Linked DNA regions of Mus musculus: region 1 is linked to region 2. The links are chromatin contacts, called in public promoter capture Hi-C maps. All regions are on one chromosome and are shown on one strand. The core of a region is the stretch at or near the end of the contact, and the rest is flanking DNA. Distances in the headings are between cores, read along the strand shown.

Evidence for each region. Promoter capture Hi-C pulls out the DNA fragments that hold promoters and counts their contacts.
Region 1: a contact with region 2 is called in a promoter capture Hi-C map of pre-B cells, with 2.4 times the contacts expected there. The contact joins the promoter of Tor4a here to the promoter of Acbd5 in region 2. A contact is called at or near these places in 2 of 39 promoter capture datasets (neutrophils and pre-B cells).

The regions. Positions count from the first base shown.
Region 1 is chr2:25,194,969-25,198,567 of GRCm38.p6, forward strand. It overlaps Tor4a (torsin family 4, member A), which reads right to left and starts at 1,845. Exons shown (of 2, transcript NM_146115.4): 1 at 1,624-1,845; 2 at 1-957. The coding sequence starts at 921.
Region 2 is chr2:23,067,012-23,070,406 of GRCm38.p6, forward strand. Acbd5 (acyl-Coenzyme A binding domain containing 5) reads left to right here and starts at 2,061. Exons shown (of 14, transcript NM_001355637.1): 1 at 2,061-2,273; 2 at 2,440-2,608. The coding sequence starts at 2,259.

The DNA.
Region 1 (3,599 bases), core at 595-3,094, 2.1 Mb after region 2:
CAGCACAAAGTGTGTGATCTCTATACCACCAGCGCCACTTAGGAGTACATAGATAGCATTGTGGAAATGGTGCGAACGCTGTGGCTGCAGGAGGTCGTGGAGCTCATCTAGCAGCGCAGGTGGCAAGAGTTCAGCCTCATCCAGGACCAAGAGAGGGGTCTTCTCCTCGGCCTCAGCCTGTGCCACCACATCTGCCACTCGCTGTGCCAGCTCCTTCCGGCAGTCCTGAACCGGGCGTGGCTCTGGACAGTGATATCGTGCATGGTACTGCAGAACCAAAGCACCATCTTCCAGCACTGCGCGAAAGTGGCGCGCCAACAGACGCCCCACGTGACTCTTGCCTACACCACTGGGCCCGTGCAGTGCCAGGAGCAAGGGATGACTGTGCACATGTGTAGCCAGGTAGTCTCGCAGCAGGGCCATGATGCGGCCCACAGCAGCTGGCTGTCCAAACACAGAACGCTGCAGCGCCTTCTCCAGCCCGTCGAGGTCGTAACGTTGTGCATTATCGTCTAGATTCTCAATGGCGTTGAGAACCTGGAACCCCACAATGGCTACAAGAAGCAGCAGACAACGCTGTGCACGACTCTGCCGCTCTGTGCGGGGTCGGCACTTCCGTGAGGTTTCTGGGTAGAGAACTACCCGACTACGCCTGCGCCTCTTGCGGGGTGTCCTAGAAGTCAGCTCTGTCAGGCTGTCGAAGGTGAAGAATTTAGGTTGGTCTAGGTCGGCACGTAGAGTGCCCAAGCTGCCGGTGGGCCCAAGTGTCCCTGTCCCAGAGTCCGGCTCAGTGCCTGGCTGCAAGAGGCGCCTCTTGCGCAGGACGCAGACTCGGCGGCGCAGACGGAGCACGGCGCGCACTGGCGCTATCACACATGGTCCCTTGGCCTGGGGCTCTAGGCTAGGATGGCTGCGGTCCATGGTTCAGGACCTATGCTGGGCATGTAGTTCCCCTCCCTGCAATAGAAAAATGGGAAGACTTCGTGAGTCCCCGATCTTACCCTCTTGGGGTTCCTTAAGGTACTTTCCGGCCAAATACTGGCCCCGCCTCGCTAGTTCCACTAACCAGGAAGCCCGGCTCTCAGCAGGAGGGCCCCAACGCATGCAAATCTCTTGGGTCCTCTCCGAAAAGGCCTAGGCTGTGAGGAAGTGCGGGGGTGGGGCGAGGTGTATAATTTATCATACTGTTGACCTCCCTCTTAGAGGAATAAACAGAAGGCTCGTTGTCACTGATTAGGGTTATAGAATGGTCAAATTGGACCCTGCACAAACACACCCAGCACCTATCAGACTGTCAAAGGCTTTACAGGTCCCAAGTAGGCACCTTGTTCCAGAGGACTCAGTACCCCTAAGAGTTGAGACTCTCCCCATACTTAGGACAGTTGGTGGAATATGCAGACAAACTTTCATGGTTTTGAGAATGGATTCTAGCACTGTCCCTAGTCACAACCTAGGCCTTCCAACCCACTCCCACCCTTAGCTCCCATCCAAGCCCAAATCTGGGGTCCCTCACCATCCTCCCAGAGAACACAAGAGCAGAAAAATGAACAAGAGCCGAGGAAGGATTAAAGCCTTGCCTCTGAGGAGGCTGGCCTGAAGCTCTCCATATCTGCAGCTACCTACCTGCAGCTGCGCAGGCTCCTCCAGCTCAGCCACTCCCTTCCAAGGCCAGGAGCCAGCAACTCAGGAAGCAGGAAATGCTAGTCTTCCACCCAATCGGTGAGGTGGGTGGGCCAGGGTCTGGCTGGCCCAACTCAGGCTTGAAGGGGTAACAACTTCTGCAGGTCCCCAGGGACAGGAACAGGGGAAGCTCTGGGGAGGTTTCCGCTTAGATGCAAAGGAAGTGAGTCAGGGGTGCTGGCAGGCGGAGCTTGGGCTGAACGGAACCACCAGTGGGGGCAGGTCTGGCTGACTGACCCAGAACCCCTATCCAGGGCACAGAGAGGGAGGAGCCCGTCCAGCAGCTCTTCCCATAGGTTCCCTGGACTCCTGAAAGCTCAGTCTGCCCTCTACTGACATCGCCTCTGCCAGGATACCCCTTTCCCTGACCCAGATAAACTGAGGAAGTGACCCAAAAGACCCTACTTAGTAAACTAGTAGAAAGCAGGTCATTTGCTCAGCGGGGTGCCTCTAATCCCTTTTCTTCTGTACTTCCCTTCCTTTCCCTTCTCTACCGCCCACCCTCCCCTTTGCCCATTCACCTGGACCTCTCATAGGGCAGGACCCAAGAAACAAAAGTTCTAGCGCTAGGGATAGAACCCCTTATGTCTCAGAGCCCTTGTGGAGTGGGAGAGCAGATAGAAAAATGTTCTTTGAGCAAGAACTGGGAGACAGAAAAGCTTTAGACTTTTCATGGCAACCTGTTTGCCTGCAGCCCTGCCCACCTCCATGCCCATTTATGCAGGAAGGGAAGTGCCTCAGACTCCTCCCATTCTGAAAGGGAGCTGGTTGCTTCCTTGGCCAGCCTGGGATCCTGAACTTTCCAGAACTCTCACAAAGTTTAGAGTGGCCAGAGAGGATAAGTGTTTCCAGAGCCATCTAAACAACTCAGCCTCACCCATGACCCCCCCCCCATCTACACTTCACAGACCGTGTAAAATATCAATGCACACAGCTGATTGAGCAGGCCCTAGAGGGAAGAGGCTCTTAGAAACCTTAGTTTTCTAGTCGAGAATTTCCTGACCCAAGGATACTGGGCCCTGGGGTCCTGGATCAGGCCCTGCAAGAAAGGGACAGGATAATCTTTAGGTAAACCCAATGCTGGCCAGCTACTTTTCCAAGAGGCTGATCTATCGAACTCTCTAGGGCCCAGAGTCCCATTCCGGAATAAGGAAAAGAGCTGATAAAGTGACCCATTCAGGGAACTCATGCCCCAGAGTTACTTTTTGCAAGGATAAGGCTTTGATAGACAGAAGGTTCACAAGCCTCAGTGCCCAATCCCTGGTCCCAACCCTACTGTAAAATCCAACCTCACCAGCCCCAAACCTGACCCTTCACCTACCACACCCTTTCCTTTCACAGCTCCTTGAAGGCACACTTGGCCCACACTAGCAGAATCCAGCCACACAGACCTTTTGTCTCTCCCAGGCTTCAGCCTCTAGCAGTCCTTCCCTCTGCCCAGTTACCCTGCCTGGCATCCAGTCCACTCACAGCTTCTGTTCTCAGCCCAGACCTTTCCTGTCTACCCCATGTAGCCCTAGTCACCATCCTAAGTGCATGAAAACAGCCCCAAGAGCCTTCCTGAAATGTCTGTGCTGTGTAAGTAGCAGCTGCCTGGATATGACAACCTCAAGTCCCAGTGTCATAAGCTTTTTACTAATGGATCACTGCCATCACCCCACAGACATGTTTCTTCCACTTTTAAAATAACCAAGCAAGCCGGGCACTTGGGAGGCTGACAAGTAGGTGGGGGATCTGTGACTCTGAGAACAGCCTGGTTTACATACCAAGTTCCAGGACAGCCAGGGCTACAGAGACCCTGTCACAGAAAATAATATAATAATAATAATACAGGAGAATCTAGCAGCACTTCCCCCAACTGAAGGCCTGTGTTTTTTTGACCTGTGACCTCTACACAGCTGGAAACTTAAGCAGCGCTC
Region 2 (3,395 bases), core at 811-3,310:
ACATCACATTTTCCTTCCAGTTTTTGAAACATACCACACATGATTATCTAGTCATTCCACTATATCACATCAGAGCTTCTACTCTTATCCATTTATAACTTATTCCCATGAGTTAAATTCCCACAATTTTCTTCTACTTCCTGCTCCACATCTTGGTAACTATCCTACGTGCAACTTCTCTCAAGTAATAGGCAGCTGTGTTAGTTTGAGTTATTATTGCAGTGATGAAACACCATAACTCGGGATGCAGAAGCAGGTGTATTTCTGAGTTCGAGGCCAGCCTGGTCTACAGAGTGAGTTCCAGGACAGCCAGGGCTATACAGAGAAACCCTGTCTTGAAAACAACAACAACAAATTATAATAAATAAATTCAGTGCAATCACTGGCAAAATATGCTGTCATTAGTCTGTCATTAGTAACTAATGATCTACAGAACCAGTAGGGTAGCTCATTACATAAGTCTAATGAGCAGTTGTCGAAATCAAGTATTAAAAATAAACACCCAACACTTTTTCAGAATATATATACCTGAGTATACTAGGAGTGACTGAGAAGCACCCAAGTTCAAGAAAAGAGTAGGTGAGGCAAAGATAAACACACAAAGCGTTCTCATGTTGAGAAGGTTAGAAAACTTGTGTTTCCCTTTTACATGATTAGGACAAGTCACATATTCATAGCAGGTTTTATGATTTGACTGACACTCGCTTGCTAAATCATTAAATTTTAGGACCTTGGGCAAGTCAACTATCATTTCCTCATCTATCAACACCTTACAGTGCTTTTGAAACAGATCATACGTTTGCCAAACATCACACATATGAAGGCGGTGAAGTACTAGGGAGCGGTTCTCTAGTGAAGCCTGCGTTCCTCCAGTGCCTTTGGTCTTTTTGATTAAACGATCAGTGAGTCCGGAACTGTTTCTGGGGTACTTTTGAATACAGGCCGCATGAGCCCTGAAAGAACTCTTCAGACGACACTGTTCTCAATACCCAGATAAACAAGCTATGTCAGAGGATTCCTTTCTGCTCGAAGCTTAAGAAGTACTTCGGAGACGCCCCAAACGCAATCCGGAAGAAAGGAACTTCCGCCACACACAGGAAGGGTGGGCTACAAGGAAAAACCGAACCGGAACCGGAGGGGGACTACGCCAGCCTACAGAGGAAGGTGTCCGGAAGCGCCGGGGGACTACAGTTCCCATAAGCCCGCGGGGGCAAGGTGCGGGGCAGGCGTCGAGACAAAACGGACAGGCCTTGCCAGTCATTTGGCTATATCAAGGTAAATGCCGACATCGCGGCTCCAAGGGAAGAGTGACTTATAGTTCGCAACTAGATTTTTACGAGTAATCTTCCCAACCCATCCTAAACCGACAAAACTGACGTTCCCAGCGGGGCGTCCTTGAGATTTCCAGGCCACGGCACTCTACGCCTGCGGGGAGCTTCCTAAGTGCCTACAACGCGGGCATTACGTTGTTCACCGACCATCTCCATCCCTAGCCTCCGGCGGAGCTGGACGTGGCTGTGCCTGTCTCCTGGGCCTGGAGAGTGGGTAGTGGAGGTGTTGCGCAGCAGGCCGCCACCGCTCACCTTTGCTCTCTCCGCGGCCACCCTTGGGGCCAGACGGTGAAAGCTGTCCCAGACTTGGGGGCCAGGGCTAAGCCCTTCCATCCTTGCCCTTAATCCTCCCTTTCTCCCCTTTAGCGTGTTGTATATCCACAGAAGAGGTCAAGTGCCTTCTCCTAGGTCACAGAGAGTAAATGTCAAAAGAAGTTTTGAAGCCACTTTTATGATTCACTCCCTTCTCCGGTTTAACCCCGAGGCTAGGCATTGAGGACCACCGACTCTTGTGTTTTTCTTTTCTTTAAACACTAGCGGTATCCAGGGGCCACCTTTAGGACCTGGCATAGAATCCTAGCGCGTCACCAGGCTTGCTGTCCTCAGCCCGAACATAAACAAGCACCGGGTTCTCCACAGACCAACCCCAGCCGGAGCGCCTTGCAGCCTCTTTTCCCCTCCTCTGAGAACGCGCAGCCCGTGCACGTCACCGCGGCGGAGCGGGTGGGTGGGGTTTGCTGCACGGCGGCCGCGGCGGCGGAGGCTAGTGGGTCCTCCGGTGACTCTGGGGCGGGGCTGTGGGGCGGCTGCCCACCGACGGCAGAACTTCTCAGGAATGGGGGGTGTGATTGGTTGGCCGGCATCTTCCGGGTGGGAGAAAGGGTCCGCTATCACGGGCGGCTCAACCTCCAAGGCCTGCTGCTAGAGATGCTCTTCCTCGCGGTGAGTTGTTTGGCTGTTTTTGTTGGCTGGGATGTACTCTTAGACACGCCCCACGAAGGAGGAAGGAACCGGGCCACCTGAGTTGATGTGGCCTTGATTGGGCAGGCAAAGGGGAATTGACCAGCTATGCTCCTGTCATTAATCCGCTGCTGCGCTCGGTGTTCAGTTTCATGCAGGCTCTTGGGGAAGCTGGTGCTGCTGCTGCTGTGTGATTACCGCGGACAGACCTTGGGACCGAGGCCGGCGCTGGCAGCTGGAGATGGCGGACACACCGTCAGTGTATGAAACCAGATTTGAGGCGGCCGTGAAGGTGATCCAGAGTTTGCCGAAAAATGGTATGTGCAGTGGGCTCTAGGTAAAAGACCTTTTCCAGCTGCTTCTAGTCTACCTTATTTAGCGCCCCCTCTCGCTCTGTCATTAAAAGAAATGTAATTGAAAGAAATGTAATTGAAAGAATGGTATTGAATGCTAATTAATTACCGCTGATTTTTGAGGCCAAAGGCGACGTATTATCTAGGTTTTAAGTAGTTTATATTCTTGAGAACAAGTCTTATCACTTAATGACTGTGGATTTGGGAAAGTTAAAAAACAAAAACAAAAACTGGGGAGGGATGTCTGGTGCTACCTAACTCAAAAGTGTAATCCGAACCTTCAGAAACTTTGATATGAAGCGGAAAGGAAAGGACAACTATATTCTCGTGTAAAATGATTATTTTGACTATGATGTGTCAGGTACGGTTTTCTTTGTGTGTATCCTGGCAACAGCTTGTAAAACTTTTTATAATTTTGTCTGACCAGTGTTAAGGATTTTTTTTTCCATCACTAAATTTTTTTTTCAGTGTTCTAAATAGAGAAGCTTGGGAAGAGAGACTTTTACTTTGAAATTTTATATCCATTTGCATTGTGATTTACTTTTCATAATAAATTAGATTAAAATTATCTTAAGCATTTTTATTGTGTGTGCTAGATTTGTAGGCCAAGTCAAACATAACATTACTATATTTGTATAGTATTTAATGTCTTCCCACTTTTCTTTTCTTTTTCTTTTTTTTTTTTTTTTTTTTTTTTCGAGACAGGGTTTCTCCGTGTAGCCCTGGCTGTCCTGGAACTCACTTTGTAGAC